Linked DNA regions of Mus musculus: all the other regions are linked to region 6. A link is a contact called in public HiCAR-type and promoter capture Hi-C data. All regions are on one chromosome and are shown on one strand. The core of a region is the stretch at or near the end of the contact, and the rest is flanking DNA. Distances in the headings are between cores, read along the strand shown. Region 1 holds the start of Tmem184c (transmembrane protein 184C). Region 2 holds the start of Ap1m1 (adaptor-related protein complex AP-1, mu subunit 1). Region 3 holds the start of Tpm4 (tropomyosin 4). Region 4 holds the start of Eps15l1 (epidermal growth factor receptor pathway substrate 15-like 1). Region 5 holds the start of Klf2 (Kruppel-like factor 2 (lung)). Region 6 holds the start of Hmgxb4 (HMG box domain containing 4). Region 7 holds the start of Rab8a (RAB8A, member RAS oncogene family).

What was found. Promoter capture Hi-C pulls out the DNA fragments that hold promoters and counts their contacts. HiCAR-type assays count read pairs that join an accessible place to other places. Capture Hi-C pulls out chosen DNA fragments and counts their contacts.
Region 1: a promoter capture Hi-C map of pre-B cells shows a contact between it and region 6. The contact joins the promoter of Tmem184c here to the promoter of Hmgxb4 in region 6. A contact is called at or near these places in 3 of 39 promoter capture datasets (liver and pre-B cells), 1 of 484 Hi-C or Micro-C datasets (B cells), 1 of 115 datasets of contacts at active chromatin or transcription factors (astrocytes) and 1 of 9 other capture datasets (adipose tissue).
Region 2: a HiCAR-type map of astrocytes shows a contact between it and region 6, with 5 times the contacts expected there. The contact joins the promoter of Ap1m1 here to the promoter of Hmgxb4 in region 6. A contact is called at or near these places in 2 of 39 promoter capture datasets (cranial neural crest and hippocampal neurons) and 2 of 115 datasets of contacts at active chromatin or transcription factors (astrocytes and embryonic forebrain).
Region 3: a contact with region 6 is called in a promoter capture Hi-C map of liver, with 2.6 times the contacts expected there. The contact joins the promoter of Tpm4 here to the promoter of Hmgxb4 in region 6. A contact is called at or near these places in 2 of 39 promoter capture datasets (cranial neural crest and liver) and 2 of 115 datasets of contacts at active chromatin or transcription factors (embryonic forebrain and stem cell-derived neural progenitor cells).
Region 4: a promoter capture Hi-C map of pancreatic islet shows a contact between it and region 6, with 52 times the contacts expected there. The contact joins the promoter of Eps15l1 here to the promoter of Hmgxb4 in region 6. A contact is called at or near these places in 1 of 39 promoter capture datasets (stem cell-derived epiblast-like cells), 6 of 115 datasets of contacts at active chromatin or transcription factors (astrocytes, embryonic forebrain, embryonic limb bud and 3 more) and 1 of 9 other capture datasets (pancreatic islet).
Region 5: a contact with region 6 is called in a promoter capture Hi-C map of liver, with 3 times the contacts expected there. The contact joins the promoter of Klf2 here to the promoter of Hmgxb4 in region 6. A contact is called at or near these places in 7 of 39 promoter capture datasets (cranial neural crest, embryonic stem cells, frontonasal cranial neural crest and 4 more), 3 of 115 datasets of contacts at active chromatin or transcription factors (all in embryonic stem cells) and 1 of 9 other capture datasets (embryonic stem cells).
Region 7: a contact with region 6 is called in a promoter capture Hi-C map of hippocampal neurons, with 2.8 times the contacts expected there. The contact joins the promoter of Rab8a here to the promoter of Hmgxb4 in region 6. A contact is called at or near these places in 5 of 39 promoter capture datasets (the 3T3-L1 cell line, cranial neural crest, hippocampal neurons and 2 more).

Annotation. Positions count from the first base shown.
Region 1 is chr8:77,609,346-77,612,045 of GRCm38.p6, reverse strand. Tmem184c (transmembrane protein 184C) reads left to right here and starts at 1,393. Exons shown (of 10, transcript NM_145599.4): 1 at 1,393-1,943. The coding sequence starts at 1,821.
Region 2 is chr8:72,238,723-72,241,422 of GRCm38.p6, reverse strand. Ap1m1 (adaptor-related protein complex AP-1, mu subunit 1) reads right to left here and starts at 1,405. Exons shown (of 12, transcript NM_007456.5): 1 at 1,180-1,405. The coding sequence starts at 1,221.
Region 3 is chr8:72,134,001-72,136,700 of GRCm38.p6, reverse strand. It overlaps Tpm4 (tropomyosin 4), which reads right to left and starts at 1,413. Exons shown (of 8, transcript NM_001001491.2): 1 at 1,248-1,413. The coding sequence starts at 1,379.
Region 4 is chr8:72,420,161-72,422,860 of GRCm38.p6, reverse strand. It overlaps Eps15l1 (epidermal growth factor receptor pathway substrate 15-like 1), which reads left to right and starts at 1,387. Exons shown (of 24, transcript NM_007944.3): 1 at 1,387-1,456. The coding sequence starts at 1,424. Gm46043 (a long non-coding RNA gene) reads right to left here. Exons shown (of 3, transcript XR_001778581.2): 1 at 1,081-2,700.
Region 5 is chr8:72,317,692-72,320,391 of GRCm38.p6, reverse strand. It overlaps Klf2 (Kruppel-like factor 2 (lung)), which reads right to left and starts at 1,330. Exons shown (of 3, transcript NM_008452.2): 1 at 1,243-1,330; 2 at 150-966. The coding sequence starts at 1,314.
Region 6 is chr8:74,992,357-74,995,056 of GRCm38.p6, reverse strand. It overlaps Hmgxb4 (HMG box domain containing 4), which reads right to left and starts at 1,407. Exons shown (of 11, transcript NM_178017.2): 1 at 1,308-1,407.
Region 7 is chr8:72,159,827-72,162,526 of GRCm38.p6, reverse strand. It overlaps Rab8a (RAB8A, member RAS oncogene family), which reads right to left and starts at 1,327. Exons shown (of 8, transcript NM_023126.2): 1 at 1,045-1,327. The coding sequence starts at 1,168.

The sequences.
Region 1 (2,700 bases), core at 144-2,643, 2.6 Mb before region 6:
CAGTAAGAGTGTGGCTGGACACACAGAAACAAGTCCTGTTAGACAGCCTATCCAAAAAGACTGCCATTTGCCAAGAAATAAGTAGTGGTGATAAGCTGTAAAGCAAGAGTTTTCCCTAATTTTCTGAACTTCAACAGTATACCAAGATTTCATTAATGGTTAGGAATTTCCTTAAAACCAACTATTTTAACTTATAGTGTAGACCAAACTAAAGTCCTACAGCCCCTTTAAGGAAATGTGCAAAATGGAGATCACAGGAGAAAGACTGCAGAAGTCAGACTCCAGGCTCTGGTAACTGAGGAATGTGATTTCATCTGTATACTTTGAGACTCTGGTCCATGACATTTTGTCCAGATGGCTAATAGGCAGAAGTCCCCTGGTTGCAGGTGATGGCAAATATTTAAACATCAAGCAGAGTCCAAAGTCAGAGAAAACAGCTCTATTACTTAATAGGTACTATTAATCACTTGACACTTTTCTCATCTGTGAAACAGAAAACTACCCATCGCTACTCGGTACTTTTATGCAGATCAACTCATACAAAATGGGTAGAGAAGTTAGTGTTTGATTTCAGAAAATGACAATATATGCAGTGTTCAGTGTCTAGTCGGGACTCAGATGTTTGCTTGTTCCCTTGATTTAGAAAGAATTTAAGATCCCATGTGTCATTGATCTGTAAAGCTATACAGCTAAAAGCTTTAGGTGTATAGAACAGATGTCAGAATACCAACCTTTTAAATCTTAAATAAGATTTTGTTTTTTTTTTAACTCAAGTTTGAAACGTGAACATTTCATATTGGCGGTTACTTTCAAAAAAGCTATTCTTAGAATGATTCTTCTGCCGGGTCTAGAAATTATGCAGACAAATTCCTCCTTAGGACCCTAAACTCTAGCAACTGACTGAAATCTAACCTATTCTGTCTTATTCCAGCGGGCTTCCCATTCCACCCCTAAAGACAACTGGGAAGCCTTCTGAGAAAAATAAAGCTATTTCAAGTTCCACTCCACAGTGACTGCCCCTCACTATGACTTTTCTTTAGATGGAGTAAAGTCTCAGGAATGTAGCGGGTGTTTCTGAAACGTCCCCAGTTCCTACAACTTTCGGAGCCCTTTTAGGGAACCACTTAGACTAGGTAAATTAGAGATGCCAGAAATCCGCCGCTACTCTCCTTCCTGCCCTTGCCACGCCCTCTCGGTAACCTAGGTTACAGCCACGCCCTCCTCCGTAACTGACCAATCACAATGCTTTGCGTTGCGGGACAAGGTTTAGCTCAGCTTGAAACTCAGAGCAAATCATTTGCTGCAAGCATCTGATCGGAAACGGAAGTGGAATAGTCGGCGGAAGATGAGTTCTGAAGATGAGTACTGTAGAGGTTCCAAAGCCGTGAGTGAGGAAGTTCTGGGCCGGGTCTTCCGGGGGCGGAGACTAGCCTGCCAGAGCTGGACTAGGGAGAGGGCTGGTAGGGTACCAGATGCAGGTCAGACCCCGAGTGCCTAGAATCCCTAGTTTACCCTGATAGTCCTCGGGGTCACGATGCAGCGGAGACTCTGGGTGACCTCCAGGTGAGGCGGAGGCGACGCCGCGGCGGCACTGAGTCCATGCGGGTTGGCCGGCGAGGATGCAGCCTGCACCTGCGAGCATCCCGAGCGGCCACCGCTGCAGCAGCCGCAAACACAGAGCGACCCGAGAACGCGGCGCCAGCGGCTAGTAAATCTTTTCCTATAGGGCGCCAGCGGAGAAGACAACCGAAAAAGCGAACTTGCCAAATTCTTGGTTTGGTTCGATTATTCAGCTACTCAAAGAGAATCTGTTACAGAACATGCCTTGCGCATGTAATCGGAGTAACTGGAGGAGATGGATCCGACCCCTGTTGGTACTTTTTTACGCAACAACCATCCTGGTCGCGGTTCCGATATGCATTTGGAAGTTTCAAAAAATGAAGGTAAGAGGGTCCTGCACCTCTACCCTTTCTTCCGCTGGTTGACAGAGTTCCTTTGTCTGCCTTCTAATGCTTGAGGTCTGAAAAACATTTCGTCTGTGGACATTAAACCAACCTGACTGGTTTTATTTAGCCGCTACAACTGGAGGTAGGTCCGGGTCGAGAAACAAATAGTTAAAGCACCTACTTACAATGGGCGCTTTCCCAATATTCATCAGTCCCAGAAAGAACTTTATTCTTGAAATCAGATCTGCTATGCAGGTACTAGGGCTTGACCAGACCAAATAAACCATCTTAAAAACTATGTTCTGGATTTTATAGGCTTTTAGCCGGTTTTCTGGAACCAAAGGATTCTTGTTAAATTGACTTTGCTAATTAACTTTACGTTTGAAGTTACAAGTTTTCTTTGTTTCTTTCCTTAAAATCTCCTGTAAACCAGGCTGTTCTGGATTTTGCTTTGTAGACTAGGATGATCCTCCTGCATCCAAACTTCCCAGTGCTTGGATTACCGGTGTATCCATCATTCTGTTTACTCAATGCAGGGATTGAACCCAGGGCTTTGTTTATTTGAGGCAAGCACTCTACCATCTGAGCTTCATCCCCAGACCTGAAGTTACTCCTTAACCAAAGCAAAAATTTTACAAACATCCCCTGTGTGTTCCTTTATATTTAAAAAAAAAAAAAGGTGTATTTGTTGGTGTGTTCGTGGGATGGTCCAGTTGTGGAGGTCTGAAGGTGGACAACTTGGAGCAGTTGGCTC
Region 2 (2,700 bases), core at 156-2,655, 2.8 Mb after region 6:
AGCCTGGTCTACAGAGTGAGTTCCAGGACAGCCAGAGCTACACAGAGAAAACTTGTCTCATAAAACCAAGAGAGGGAAAAAGTCAGATTCTGCTGGGAAGTACAGACAGGCAGATCCATGCGTTTTAACGGTTCAGGCAGCCTAGCTCAATCAGTCTAGTGACCCGAGTTCGATAACAAGAGCCCATGTAAGAGTAGCAGGGGTCTCCTTCCTCCACACACCCGCAGAAACACACAAATGAAGATTTCTTTCTCAGATAACGCTGGGCAAGATGCCAGGGTCCTGTTTCTGTGCAGGGCCTTCATGTCTCAGCAGTCTTTGTTATTCCCAGTCAGGATAGCTCTCCCTGATTCTTCAGTTGCAGCTGCTAGTCCATTATGAAGACATGGCCCCAATAGGTATTCATCTATTTCTGTTTTTTCCAAGTGACTAAGTTGAGCTATGACAGATTAGGCTAACCCACGGTGGCCCTGGGCTTAGCACCTGCCTGGCGAGGATGCTTCCAGGCCGCTACTTCCCAGTAATCAGTGTGACTCTAGGCACTGTTTCCCCCTCTAAAACCACACTTTTGTTTGTTTTTGTTTTTCGAGGCAGGGTTTCTCTGTATAGCCCTGTCTGTCCTGGAACTCACTTTGTAGACCAGGCTGGCCTCGAACTCAGAAATCCGCCTGACTGCCTCCCGAGTGCTGGGATTAAAGGCGTGCGCCACCACGCCCTTCTTAAAACCACACTTTTATCATCCGCTTCTCTTAATGTCATAGGAAGCTCAGTGGCTCTAGGGAACGCTGAAGCCTGTGGAGCGAGGGACCGACCTAAGGCCATAGTTCCCGCCACGCCTCTGGCCAAGGGTCGCACGGTCCCCGGGGCGCAGGGTCCTGCTACAGGAGTTCGCAGGAGAAGCTAGAGTCCGGTACCCAGGCGAACAAAAAGGGAAAGGGGCAAAGCGGACAGTTACCTAGCAACCGCAGCCCACCAAGTTGGCTAGCAATGGGGCGGGACTCGCGGAAAGACCACCGCCCATTTCCTAGTAACTTGGTAGGGCTGGCAAGTGAGGCTGCCCCGCCTGCCTGACGCCCTAGCTGGGCTGGTCGGCCAGTTGCCTAGCAACAGGGTGGGTCCTGACAGGGCGAGGGCCCGTTGGTTGCCTGGCAACGCGGAGGGTGGCGAACCCTTCAGTACCTTGCCCTTCAGATCCAGTACGTAGACGGCGCTGGCGGACATGGCGGCTTTGGAAGGTCTCGGCAGTAGCCGAGGGCGGCGGCAACGGCAGGAACTGCGGGCGTTCAGCAAGGCCCGGCGCGCCCCGAGACACTTCCCCTCCACTTCCGGTCCATGAAGCAGCGCGTGGACCGTTATGTCCGGTCTGAAGGGAGCCGCAAGTGCGCAGGCGCGTAACTGAGTGCAAGCGCAGTAGGAACTTTTTGGCAGTATTTTTCACCCATAGCTCAAACGGGCCGGAAGTCAGGGGGCGTGGCCTTCCTGAAGAGCGGGGCCTGGAGGACCAGGGCGGGGCAGCTTTGTCATTACTCCTTGTACCTGAAGGACTAGCTGTGGAATGAAGGTGGACGCTTCCAAGCCTGTTGCTGTGAGAAGACGCTGAAAGCGGAACCGATTTGGAGTTGAGCCTTTTTTTTTCTTTTTCTTTTTTTGTTTTTTCGAGACAGCCTTGCTTTCTGCAGAAGTCAAGTAAACTAATATCCCGTCACTGACTGTGACTCGCCGTTAGGTGGCGCTTAAAGGAAGTCAGTCTCCCAATGGCAATCCAGCCTTATCAGCAATCACTTGTCACTGTCAACCTCTCAACTGACTGGGCTTCACCCGTCTTGCCCCAGTGAACCCAGGGTAGCACGTGTGTAACTTAGCCTGTGCCTAATTCACAGTAAGGCTGAGCCGGGCGTGGTAGCTAGCGCACGCCTTTAATCCCAGCACTCTGGAAGCAGAGACAGGCGGATTTCTGAGTTCGAGGCCAGCTTGGTCTACAAAGTGAATTCCAGGACAGCCAGGACTATACAGAGAAACCCTGTCTCAAAAAAACAAAACCAAAGTAAGGCTGATTAAATTTTAATTCTGCCATTCTTCTTTTTTCGAGACAGGGTTTCTCTGTATAGTCCTGGCTGTCCTGGAACTCACTTTGTAGACCAGGCTGGCCTTGAACTCAGAAATAAACCTGCCTCTGCTTCCCAAGTGCTGGGATTAAAGGCGTGCGCCACCACCGCCCGGCAAATTCTGCCATTCTTAACCACCTTTCTGCCACCGAGAGATCAAAGGAGCCCATCAACACTCCTCCCCGCCCCAAGGGCTTTTTTTTGTTTTTTACTTTGTGTGGTTTTTTACTTGTGTGACACATAGTGAAAGATTCCCGAAGGGAGACCCTTACTCAGACACTTAAGTCCCGGGACAGCCGCGTACCCAAGAAGACACTGAGACCATACATAAAATGTAGAAGGTAAGATTTAATAAAGCAGCGACATGAAAGCACACAGACCAGAGCTCTGGGGTCGAAATAAAGCAGCAACATGAAAGCACACAGAGCTCTGGGGTCGAAACTCATACACCTTAGCACAGGGTAGAGGAGTCTCGACAGTCAGCCAAAATTTTTCACAGGCTTATATAGTAAAACTCAAAGGGGGAGAACTGGGCAGGAAAAGTACAAGTTTACATCACTAGGGAGTTCTGCCAAAGGAATCTAGGTAACTAAGG
Region 3 (2,700 bases), core at 164-2,663, 2.9 Mb after region 6:
AGTCTGGGTGTTTCTGGCCCGGAATCAACTTGAGATGTCTTTCTACAACCAAAAGAAGCATGCTTTCCCACATGAACTTTTAAAGCAGCTCAGAGTTTTCCAAAAGGCATCCCCCGCACTCCACCCTTGGGCCGCCAAATTCCTGGCTTGGCTGGAGTCTCGAGGCCATTTTGGAGATGTCTAGGGTGGGACGGGCGTATGAGAAGCCGTAACAGCTACTGTGCAGAGCTTCCGCCCGGTTCTGAGGCTTTCTCCAGCCCGAGCGGTCCTTGAGGGATTCAAGGCTTCTACCCAGGCCAGGCTGTCGCCCAGGCAGTCTTGGGAGGAGTCCAGGCGGTACCTGCACTGCCAACTCCACCTAGCCTTTCAGTTTCTAGGGTCCCCGCCCTGAGTTCCCACACTACGGCTTCAGGAGACCTGGGCAATCACACAACACTTCTTCCCTTGTCTGTGAGTCTCCTTCGCTAGCAAACACCGCCCTACTACTCAGGCAAGGGGCTCTCCTTGCCCCGGAAACGTCTGGAATGCCTCTCCCTAGTCTTTTCTTTCTACCCACCTGTAGCAGACTTTTGGGAGACACGAATCGAACGCTTTGTGGGTGCCAGAGCTGGGCTTAGAACCCAGACCCATCTCTGGCCCCGGGCTTGACCCAGGGATGAAGAGGAGGCGCGGAGGCCTTTCCTCTTTCCGAACTATTCATGCACCCCGGTCCCTGAACTCTCAGGGAAGGCGCATACAGTGGGCGCTCCGGCGTCGGGCAGGCCCCCTAGTGGATATTACCTGGGGCTAGGGGGACACAGGGTGATGGTGGTGGTGGTGGGTGTCCTGCAGGCCAGCGTCCAAATTCTCCTGTCCCCACCCCGCCCTCAGCGGACGTGTCGCGGCCGCACCCTAAGGACGTGCCGGGAAAGTTCGGGCGCGAAGAAGCAAAAGCGCGCACCGCCCCCGCCCCCACCTTGGTCAGCCGCAGACAATGGGAGCGCGGTATTTGCCCCACTACTCCGGAGTGCCCCGCGCAGGACTGTCCCCCCCGCAACCTCCCAGTTCCTGCCCCGCCAGCGTACGGGGCTCCAGGATCCAAGGGTATGGATGATCAAGGCGGAGGGGAGACGGAGGAAGGGGGAGCTAGAAGCATGCGGAGCTGGGAAGAAAAGAGGGCGCCAGGGAGCACTGCGGGCCCGGAAGCGCGCGGGACGAAAAGTGGGATCGGGCGGGGGTCGCGGACGGCGCGGGTCCTGGTCTCTCACTTTCTCGCGCCGCTCGCGCTCGCCATCCAGTTCGCGCTGCAGGCCTTGCGCGCGATCCTCTGCGTCGTCTGCCTGCTGCTGCAGGGCCTGGATCTTGCGCTTCACTGCCTCCAGTGAGTTGAGGCCGGCCATAGCTCAATCGTTCTGCTGGGCTCCGGCGACAGCTGGGCGGCCGCGCCCGGGCCCGCCAGCCTTGGCCACGCCGGGGCCGCCCCCGCCTCTCCCCGCCCCCCGGCCCTGCTGTCAGGCCCATGAGGTCACCCGGGCCGGCCGCGACGTCAGCACCGGGCGGGGGGTGGGTGGGAGGGGGTGGCTGACGTCGGTGCAGCTAGCCGCCTTTGCCCTGTGGGCTCCTCGTCCTCCCTCACTGCCCGCCCCGCCTGGCCCAGCGGCCGCGCACTTACCTGGGAGCCTTTATTCTCCGTCTGCTTTAGAGTCTTCTTTAAGTCTGTCAGGTCCTCGGAGTGCCTGTCCAGTTCGTCCTCCACGCATTTCAGTTTCTTCTGGAACTACGTCAGCTGCTCTTTCACCTGGGGACACAGAAGATAATGAGTCAGCCTAATGGTCCATTGCCCGGAGTTTGGGAGGCTGAGGCAGAAGGACTGGGAGTTTAAGGCCCTGCAAATGAACAAAGTCTTTATGAGCTGATGAGATGGCTCCATGGGTAGAGGTGCTTGCCACCAAGCCTAATGCCCAGAGTCCATTAATCTCACACATGCGCCCACATTAATGTAGAAAGTAAAAGGTTTATATAAAGAAGGTCTCATTCAGAGGACACAAGTTTGTGAAAGTAAAAAGTGTATATAGACAAGGTCTTGTACAGAGGACTCAGGTTGATTCCCAGCTCCTGTTCCAGGGGAGCCAACATTCTCTGCTTCCATGACCCCTTAGCATAGGCATGCATGCATGCAAAACACCCTCACATAAAATATAAAATACTCCCTCCACATACACAGAGCGGTAAGTGTGCATTACTGAATACAGAGGGATTTTACTCTTGACCTAAGGACTGGCCATTCTTGGACTCATAAGAGTCCCCACTCTCTTGAGGAAGTCATAGCTTTAGTTTGAAACACTACAAATTGGATTTTGCATTCTCACTTTCTGAATGCAGCTCTCAGGTGATCTCTGTTTAAGCAAAGTGGAGCCTATAGAAACTCCCAGTTTTGTAGGCAGAAACTTTCTGACCAGTGTGCAAGCCCTTTCCCCTGCTGAGAAACTTACCCTCAAGAGCCCCACATCCTGCTCCCACTCCAATCTGGCTCCCACACCTGGCTTTCAGGTCTGTCCTGGAAGAGACCCACTCTCAGGGACCAATTCCCCTCTAAGATCAAATTTTCACTCCTCTAACTTTTGCACATTTGTTAGGCATCTGTTTTTTTGTTTGTTTGTTTTTGTTTTTGTTTTTGAGACAGGGTTTCTCTGTGTAGCCCTGGCTGTCCTGGAACTCTGT
Region 4 (2,700 bases), core at 138-2,637, 2.6 Mb after region 6:
GTGTGGCGGTATATGTGTACCATGTTTCCCAGCACCTGTGTAGTGGTTTGAATGAGGATGTCCTAAGGGGCAGCAAGATAGCTCAGTGGGTAAAGATGCTTGCGGCCAAGGCTAACAACCTGAGTCCTATCTCTGTGACTCATGGTGGAAGGGGCCATCCAACACACAAATCTTTTAAGATGTAAGTTAAAATGTAACTTAAAAAAAAAAAAAAAGACAAAGAAATACCAGAGTAGGGGCTGGTGAGATGGCTCAGTGGGTAAGAGCACCCGACTGCTCTTCTGAAGGTTCGGAGTTCAAATCCCAGCAACCACATGGTGGCTCACAACCATCCTTAACAAGATCTGACTCCCTCTTCTGGATTGTCTGAAGATAGCTACAGTGTACTTACATATAATAAATAAATGAATCTTTAAAAAAAAAAAAAAAAAGAAATACCAGAGTAGCTGAAGATATAGTTAGTTGGTTAAGGGTGCTTGTTGCTTTTCCAGAGGACCCTAGTTCTGTTCCCACTCATATCGGGGGTTGGGGGCTCATAAGTGCTTTTAACTCCAGCTCAATGGCATCTAATAAACTCTTCTCTCTTGGGCAGGCATTGGCACGAGCACAGCAGGCATATACACATAAAAAAACAACAAAAAACACCAGATGTCAGGCTACACCCACATCTGCAAGCAATCAGAACCCAAATCTGTTTAACAAGCATACTGAGTGGTACTAACACTGCATATGGCCCAAGTTAGACTTGAGCACCATGGTACTTTGTTGTGTGCCACTGTCTCCATTTCCCCGGGAAAAGTTCAGCAAACCCTAGGCATTAGTAGAGGCTACTAGAGTGGAGAAGTTAAGACGGTGCCTGGGTTTAGCCAAGCTCCGATTCACAGACCCAGACTGGAAAGTGCAGGGAGCTGGAGTGCAGCGGTCTGGAAGGGAGCCCTACCTATCCCTTGGGTTCCCTGCCTCACAGGAGCCTCCAAAGCCAGGGGCTCGGTTTGCCCACTCCAATCAGGAGATGCACACGAGGCCCTCCCCACCCCCACAGACCGACTAGCCCGCCCACTCTCGGCCCACTAAACTTACGAGGCTCCGAACCTTCTAGTCACGCTGTGCTTTAGGCTAGGCTCTCTAAATCACCCGGTACGGCCAACTCTGGTAAGGCTATGCGACAGAGCCTTCCCCATAAAGGCTCCGCCTCCAGCCAGAACTGCCCCGCCCTCTCCACTGTGATCGAGGCTCCGCCCTCTTACTGCAAAACTTCTCACGGGAGGACTTGGATTCCCTTCTGCGCACGTGTACTCTGGTCCTGTGGCCTGTCCTTGCGCTGGCTGTGCTGCGCGCGCATCGCATCCCTCCTTCGTACTAGTGCGCAGGCACGGCCCCGCCCCCGTTCCTTCGGCGCTCCGGAGGCCGAGTCCGCACGAAGATGGCGGCGCCGCTTGTACCCCTCTCGCAGCAGGTATGGTGCTGGGGTGCGCCGTGGGGCGGTGCGGACGGTGGTTGCCGCGAGAAAGATAAGTCGTCGCGGAAGCGCGGCTCCAGGGGACCGCGGAGGCGCGCGCTGAAGGCTCAGAGGCTGAGTGGCGGGGGCCGGGCGGTTCTGAAGGTGACAGGCCGGAGCGGCCCGCATACTCTTGCGCCGGGCGACCCCCGAGCGGCTGCGAAGAGGTGATGGGGCGCGGCCGCTGCGTATGTCTGCTCCGTCTGGGGCCTGGCCAGGTTAAGGGACGGGGGGGGGTTTGGGGGGTGGGCGCTGTTGTTCGAGCCGCGTCGCGCTTCGTCCCCGCGGAGGCGAGCGAGAGCGGTGGGCCCGCCGCCAGTCTTTGTCTCCCGCGGGGTCGGGCGTCGGGGCGGGTGGTGTCCCATACTGGAGTCGCAAGGGGAACCGGGACACGCCCGCTTCGCCTCTGGCCGCCCAGCCCTCCTTCCCCCGAGATCCGCTTCCGCTGCTCTGTGCGGTGCGAAAAGCGCGGATCCTACGCCCCCAACGGTATGCACCAGTCTTCGTCCTCAGGGTCGCTGGATGGTTTTCTTGAACGTATCAAATGCTACAGGGACGTACAGAATAGCAGTGAGAAGGCCATTGTGCTTCTAGCGGAAAACATTCATTCATTCTTCAGCCACTTTCTAACGTGCTTGGGATCAGGTGCTTGGGAGCTCAGCAGTCTCTCACTGACAAAGTCTCTAGTTCCAGGTGACATCCATAAGAATTAGAAAGTATTCCTGTCCTGCTAATTTGCCAAATTACCCGTTTGTTCCACACAGCATATTATATGCACTTTGCTAGAATCGTCTTTCGCAGGGTCATGGTTACCAGGAGGAAGCATTTTATATTCAGATCTCGGCTCCAACTCTGGAAGAGTGTCCTTGAAGCAGGCTTCTTAACCTCAGCATATCAATTACCTCATTTGGAAAATAGAGATGTAAAATGCATTAGCAGAAAACTGTGGAAAGCACATTTTGCCTAACACATTGGAAGCTCTTTTGTTACCCGTCAATAAATTCGGGTGTTTGGGACTAAGACAAGAGCAAGTATGAATGCCAAAGCTGGTAAGAACTGCTTGGCAGGCTGATGCACCCAGGTCACCTGGTCTGAAGGAGAGGGCAATACAGGGTGGTTAAGTCCTGGAAGGACCAGCCACCAGCAGCCTTGACACTATATTAACATGTGGAGACCAGTAGATATTAATTAACATGCTCTTA
Region 5 (2,700 bases), core at 81-2,580, 2.7 Mb after region 6:
CACACCCCCTTGGCAGTGTCATAGACTCTGGGGACAGTATCCATTTCCCTTCTGGAGGATGGACAGGGTCTTCCTCTGTAACCTAGCCTGTTCCTGAACTCGCGGCCATCCCCCTGCCGCAGATCCCGGGAATGAGGCCAGGCGCCCACCTGTGTGTGTACGCAGATGCGCCTTTAGGTGCGAGCTCTTGGTGTAGGTCTTGCCGCAGTTGGTGTAGCTGCAAGTATGTGTGGCGGCGCGCTTGCGGGGCCAGGAGCGGCGGCCGCGTTTGGGCTTGGCCTCCAGCAGCTCCAGCGGGGACGAGGGCGGCGTGAGGAGACCGCGCGTGGCAGGTGGAGCCAAGCCCAGCGCCGCCGCCGCTGCCGCCGCGTCCTCGAAAAGACCGAAGGCGCCAGGCGCGGGAGGCCCGTAGTGCAACGCGGGGCCGGGACCGCCGAAGCTGGGGCCGGGACCGAAGGGCGGCGGGAACGGGTTGCGGGGACCGGACGCCGGGATGCGCAGGGGGCCGTCGGGGCTGAGCGGCGGCGTGTCCGGGGGCGGCGGGGGGCGGCCGGCGGGACCCCGCATGCATGCACCTGTCGCTCCTGGGGCGCCCTCGAGCTTCAGCCCGCGCGGTCCGTGGGCCAGGCCCGGAGCGCAGCCGTAGCCGCCGCCGTCCACCTCGGGGGGCTCGGCCTTCACTAGCCGCCCGGGAGGCGCGAGGAGGAAGCGGCCGTGCAGAGCCGGCCCCTGAGGCGGGTCCAGGTCGGGGCGCAGCAGCTCTGTTCCCAGGCTGGCCGCGGGGATGCTGTAGGGCGGCGGAGCACCCGGCTCCGGGTAGTAGAAGGCAGGCGGCGGGGGCTGCGGCGGGGGCTCGGGAGGATTTTCGGCGCCCAGACCGTCCAATCCCATGGAGAGGATGAAGTCCAACACGTTGTTTAGGTCCTCATCCGTGCCGCCCGCCTCGGGTTCATTTCGCGGCCAGCGCTGCAGGAGACAGGGCGCGGGACGTGAGTGGGGGTGCCTCCTGCTACCCTGCACCCCAAAGTCTAACAACTAGGCCCTCAAGATCTGCACCCGGTGCACGGCATCCCTTCAGCGCGCGTGTCCTCAGTCCCTGCACCCACCTCCTGTCCCACAGCCTGAAGTCTAACTCCCTGAGGCGGTCAGCACCCTGGACCTTGTCATCTCCAGTACTGGCTCCTGCACCCTGTAGCCTGGTACCTTGCTACCCCGCCGCCCGCGGACCCTCGCTGCCCTCACCTCCTGGAGGCCGCGCTCGCACGGGCTGGCGAAAGTGGCAAAGGACGGCAAGATAGGCTCGCTGAGCGCCATGGCAGGGACTGTGTGTGCTGTGGCCCGGCCCACCCAGGCCTTATAGGCGCGGCAGGCACAGAGGGCCGGGCTAGGAGGCGTCGACGGAAACGCGTCCCGGATGGGGACGAGCTCCGGGCTCAGCCTAAATTTAGCCGCGGTATATAAGCCTGGCGGTGGTGGCTGTGGCGGCTACTGCGGGAGCCCGGACTGCGCTCCTCAAGCCCCGCCCCCGCGGCCGGGCCCCGCCCCCGACCGTCCCTATGGCGACGGCGTCAACAAACCAGGCACAACAGCATAGTTAGCGCGCGCGGGGGGCGGGGGAGGGGGTGGCACCTGGGACTCCGCGGGGAACACGGGTGACGAGGCTTTCCCGGTATCTCCCCAGCCTCAAGCCCCTGGAAACCTGGACCGATGCATGGGGAGTCTGGGGTCACAGTGCTCACCCAGGGAACGCTCTGTGAAATCTTTGTTTAAGCTACCTTGGAAGCTAAGACAAGAAGGATGAAGTTTGGGGCCTGCCTAGAAGGGAGTTGAGGCCAGCCTGGAGCATCGTAGCCCCCTTAATACACACACACACACACACACACACACACACACACACAGAGGGAGAGAGATAGACACAGAGAGAGAAAGAGAGAGAGAGGGAGAGAGAGAGAGAGAGAGAGAGAGAGAGAGATGGGAGGGAGGGAGGGAGGGAGGGAGGGAGGGAGGGAGGGAGGGAGGGAGGGAGGGAGGGAGGGAGGGAGGGAGGGAGGGAAGGAGACACACACACACACACAGAGGCAGACACCATGGCATGGTGGTATATGCTTGTCTTCAGAACATTTAGGAGGTTGAAAGCATTAGGTTCAAGGCCCCTTTGGCTACAAGAGACCGTGTCTTAAAAAAGAAGCAAACACTAGAGGCAGGCATGATGGCTTAGTGTCTGCTTACAAGCCTCATCCAAGGAGCTCAGTTCCCAAAAGGGGGAGAGAATCCGTTCCCATAAGTTGTCCTTAGACCTCACAGTGCACTGGCGCACGTGCAAATACACAATAGCATGTAATAATTACAATTTACACTAGATACATAAATACAGTACTGAGTCTCTGGGACCTTTCACCTCCCACAAACATACACCTCACATAAATCCTTCTAGTGCAGGGAAGAGCTGTTGTCTGACTGTCAAGACTTGCAAGGGATACTCAGTGGGGGATGGGCACATCAAATAAATATGCATAATACCCAAGGGGCCTAAACAGAAAAAAAAAAGGAACAGTGGAAGAGGAGGAAGTATGTGGTGAGCCTGGGGAAGGACATTGGTGCAATTTTGACCTTAACCCCGGAGGCAAACATTGAGGTAAGCTCTGGAGAAAGCAAGAGGGTAATAGAGAGAGGGAGGGCATTGAAGCTGTGACCTGAAAC
Region 6 (2,700 bases), core at 158-2,657:
CCAGAACAGATCGGAGAATTGAAAAAGAAAGAAAATCCACCCAGTAAACTGGGCAAGGAAGGTCTGTCTCCTCCAGACGGGAGTTTCCTCCAAGGCTGTTTTTAGGAACTTAGATTGCCAGTCCATGCAGTCAAAGGAAGAAACACATCCAGCTGTTGGCAGATTCTGATATTTTGTTGCTACTTCTAGGATAGCACAGGTGAATTCTTACTTCAGTGGGTTTCCTTCCTTCTTGGATCTGTTGGAGTTCTTGCCACACCCTTTTCCAAGGACCCACCTATGCAGCACTCCAGCCCCTGCCAGCTTCGCAACTTGCAGAGATCTCCATAGCCAGAAAGGCGCACTGAATCTTCTCACTGCAATGCTAACTGGAACCACGACCACTGCACAGATTGGCTGATAACATACTCGGTTCCACGAGTTCAGCGATCCAAATTTTGACAAGCCATAATCAACAGGCTTTACTTTGGATGCAGTTTTTAAAAATGTATTTTGCTACGAGGGTATAGAATCAGCCAGTACTGGAAACAAGGGTGGGGTGGGTGGGTGGTAGACATATCTTGTCTGCTATATGATATAAACTAAAGTGAACCTACAAGTAGTGGTTGTGGAGGGGGAAATGGGCCTGTATGGAGATGACTCCAATTAAGAAGGCATGTTCAAACTGAGTCGCACGCAAAGAACACACACAATACGAGATCGTTTATCCATACAGTCCCCAAGACCACCGTTCCCGGGGTCCCCGCTGTGATAACCTCGGCAGGTCTGCTGCAACCGCTAGTTCAACAAAGCTCTGCGCAGCGCAGGAAGCTCCGGGCATCCTCTCCCGCTCGCCGCTCACCGCGCGCCCAGCCCTCCCGCCCGCCGGCCCGGGACCTCTCTTCCTGACAGCCCCAGGTAGCCCGCGCCCCGGCTCCCATGCCGCGCTCCGCCCGACCCGTGTTCCCACGTCCCGTCGGCCTCCGGCGCCCCGGAGCGCCCAGACAGCGGCGCAGGGGGAGGGGCGGCGCGGGCCGCGGGTCCCTGGGGCGGCCGCACGCCCCCTCCCGGCCCCGCAGCTTTCCCGCCTTCCCCGTTTGAACAGCTCCCGCCGCCTTCCTCCTGCGGCCCGCTCGAGCCCCTTCCCCGGGGCGGCTGCAGCCGCTACTCCAGTTCCCGGCTTGGCCCCCGAGCTAGGCCGCGGCGGGCCTGAAGCGCCTCCCGGACGGTGTCGGGGGGCCGGAGCGGTGGGCGGAGGCCGGGCGGGGCCGTTGCCGCCCCGGGGTGGGGGTCCGGACGGGTCTGGTGGGGGCTCCGCTCGCCGCTACCTTCACTCGGCTCGCTCGGATCCCGCCTCAGCGCCGCCGACGGCCGCCATCTTGGAGAAGGAGAGAAAAGCGCGAGCAACAAGGGCGCCTCAGTCGAGCCCAGAGCGCAGACTCCTACTGCAGCGGGGCTACCGCGCCGGCGAAAGAGCGTCGAGCGCATCGAATAAACCTGCTTGTTGAGCGCGGTCGCGGTACCGTTTGAGAATACACTCCTCCGTTGCAGGTTTAGTCTAGAAATCTCTTCTCGGTCTAAACAAATAATTTCAAAAGTCTCCTGTTTATTCTTCAATAAAAATATCTTTCTGTAAAGAAATTGCGAATAAAAAATATCAGGCAATTAGATTAATGTAGCCAAACACCTGCCCCAACCCAAAGTCTTTACAGCTCCGTAAACTTCTATGCAATTAGAACAGTCGTTCTGAAGCAATGGAGCTTGGCTTTGGATTTTATACGTTCACTGTCAGTTACAATTTTATGTACTTATCTACCACGTGCTTATACAAACCTCGAAAATTTCATGACAGACTTAAAATTAGACAATTAGCTTTGTATTCTCTTTTAGGAACTCATGGGTCCTTCTCCGCAATCTCGGTCCTTTCTGGTCACCTAATAGTAGCCCTTCTTGTTCTCCTTTTACCCCTAAATCTTTTGTATTTAAGACAGAATGTTATGCTGTTTATTTCAAGACAATCTGTTCTTTGCCGGACTCAGAGCGATAAGGGTTAATAGCCGTATTTATTTGTAATTTAGCATTTACATCTGGAGAGTAGCCCAGGTGAAGTGGAAGACCATACACTTGTAAGACAAGCTGTTTTCTCACCAAATTATTACACCGCTCACACCAATTTTTGTTTAAGTGTTAAGAGGACTGGTGAATTGGTTCAGTGGGTTAAAATATTTTACACCAAATCTCTGGGTATGTGTTTGACACCGGAAATTTACATGGTGGAAAGAGAGAACTGATTCATGCAAGTTTGACTGCCACAGGAATGTCCCCTAAAAACACACAAAATGGAAATAAATAAGTTACTCTTTCTCTAAGAAACAGGAGAAAACAGTTTCTTCTGATTTATTGAGGAGAACTCAATAAATCAATAGCATTTACAATTTCCAGAGCCTGGTTTAATATAAAGACTCTGTTTTTGTAGCATAGTGTAAGTATATAATAGCCTTCTGTGTGAACAGTGCTCACTCCATCAGGGCAACCAGAAGCTGGTGCCCTCCTCACTGAAAAGACCCAGCCTTCATCTGCTCTAGGGAGGAATTTCTCTTCTGTTTTGCTTTGTCAAAGTCACAGGAGGTAGGCAGTTTTGGCGGGAGGGATGGGTGGAGGAAGCAGCCCTGGCTGTCCTGGAACTCATTATGTAGACAAGGCTTGCCTGAAATTCACAGA
Region 7 (2,700 bases), core at 78-2,577, 2.8 Mb after region 6:
TACCACATCTGGTTTCAGGGTGCTGGAGATGGCACCCAGGGTTCCAACAATGGAACCACATCCTGACTAGGGATAAACCAAGCCTAGTGACTATTCTCTTGTTTCAGGACCATACACCATCCAGGTCACTCTGTTTGGCAGGATTTACTTCCAGGTAACACTCAATGTGAGCCATGACTATTCATGGTAAGGAGCATGGTCAGCACCATTTTTGACGTCAGAACTGGGGCCATCACAAGCCAATTCTGTTCAACTGTGCCGTGAGGCAGCCCTGGGGAAAAGCTGTTCAGGTGGTGTTCTTGGCCCAGTGAAAGGAAGTCAGTCAAGGCTGCACGTAGCCATGGCTGGACTTAGTTTCTTACTGGAACTTTTTCTCTTGTATTCCCACCAGGATGACAGATACTGTCACCATTCCTCAGAGAGAAGGCAGGAGGACTTTGGGTTGGAGTCCTGACTTAGATGTGGATCAGTGGTGCTGGTCCTTTGAAGCTCTGGAACAGCTGAACCTTGAATTTTGGAGTCAGACACACCTGGGTTCAAATCTCATCCCTAATACCTGTAGACTGTGACCTTCAGTGCGTGCCGCACCCTCCCTCAGTTTCAAATTCCTCCTCCAGGGACAAAGCACCCATCACGAGTACACTACAGATTTGATACTGCACATGCCAAGCTTGCCACATAGGAAACTACGAGGTCAGGTGTCACCTCCATGCCTCAGTTTCCACTTTTGGAAGACGGGGGTCTCCCCGGAAGAACAGTGTAGAGGTCTGATGTAAAGACACAGAGAGTTGACAGGCGCCAGGACCCCAGGGCAGGCTCTTCCTCAGACTGCAGCCTGCATGTCCCTGTCTGCACCTTGGTCTCCGGCGCCCGCCAGGGTCCCGGCCTGGACTCCCTGGCGGGAGGTGGAGGCCGCTGCGGTTCTCTGTCCAGCCCCGTGACCCTCCCGGATCCTCGGCCCGAGTGGATCCTGAGTCGATCCCTCAGCCCAGCCCCATAGGGGCGCGTCCAGCCCTGGTCACCGGCCGCCCAAGGCCCCGCTACCTATGGTAGAGATGAATGTGGAGTTGAAGGCGTCCTCGGAGAAGCGGAACAGGACACAGGTCTTCCCTACCCCCGAGTCCCCGATCAGCAGCAGCTTGAACAGGTAATCGTAGGTCTTCGCCATATTACACTCTCTCCCCGACGGGAAGTACGGCCGGCGCCTCGCCACTGGTCGCTGGACCCGTCTATCATCTCAGATCCCGCCCCCTATTGGCCCCCTGCCCGCCGCGCATCATCCAGGCCTACGCCCGCCACCCGGAGCCCCGCCTGTCGCAGAGAGCCCAGGGGAAAAAGGCGAAAGCGGCGCAGAGCCGGAAGCAGCCGACTGCACAGCCCATTGGTTGACGCTTGGTATAGGGAGGTTTGTTATTGGCTAGTGCTGGAGAGTCGAGGGTGAGGGCGTCAAATGACCAGCGATGGGTGTGGTCACATCTTGACCCCGCCTTCCCGTGCGCGCCTTCTCCTCAGCCCTTCAGCGTCCAGGCCCTGCCCCCGACAGGAGGGACCCCAACAATTCCGCGCGCTGGTTGATGAGAGAGTGGGAGGGACGGGCTTGGTGAACAGGCGCAAGCGTACTGGGAAGACGGTTGGCTCTGGCAGAGAGCGCACGCGCGCAGAGAACGCCTCGTGTTTCCCGCCTTCTCTGCCTGCGCAGCAGCAGCCGTAGCCGCAGCCGGCGCTGAGGCGAAGCGCAGGAAGTACCTGTGGTAATGCTTCTGAGGAGGATTTTCGGCGGTGCAAAAGTGGCGCGGGTTAAGATGTGCTGCAGACTCGCTCCTCGGCCTTGGCGCCCACCATTGGACTTACTTAGGTGCTGTACAGGCAAGCCGGCCATTGCCGTGAGCGATCCCAGGGCTTCAGCGCCGGTAGGGCTATGTTATCATTTCCAAGTAATGGCAGCGTTTTTTGTTTTGTTTTGTTTTGTTTTCTTTTCTGTGCTTGCGGGTGCTATCTATACTTAAAAATAAGTCAAGGTCCTTCACCCCACACCAGCCCGGCTTGGTAGGTAATCTTTTCCTCGTTTTATGGTAAGTATACTGAAGACAGGTGAAGTGACTTTCCTAGGTTTCAGAGTAGCATTTTTTTTTCCCTTCTGTTTTTTAATATGTTGAGGTGTAGTCCCGGAGTAACGGGAGAACAGTGACAAAATAAAATAAAGCCACATTAAGATAAACATCTGAGGGCTGGAGAGATGGCTCAGCGGTTAAGACTACTCTTCCAGAGGCCTTGAGTTCAATACCCAGCAACCACATGGTGCCTCATAACCATCTGTAATGGAATCCAGTGCCCCCTTTTGGTGTGTCTGAAGACAACTACAGTGTACTCAAATCTTAAAAAGAAAAAAGGAGTGGGGGGGGGTGGATAGATGGCTCAGTGTTTAAGAGCACTTACTGATCTTCCAGAGGTCCTGAATTACATGGTGGCTCACAATCATCAGTAATGAGATCTGATGCCCTCTTCTGGGGTGTCTAAAGACAGCTACAGTGTACTTACATATAATAAATAAATTAAAAAAAAAAAGATCTGAGTTGCTGACTACATGGCTCAGCCAGTAAAGTAAGTCATTTGTTGCTAAATCTGAGGATTGTATTCAATTCCTGGGCATACTTACTGGAAAGAGATCCAACTCCTGCAAGTTGTCCTTTGGAACCTCCA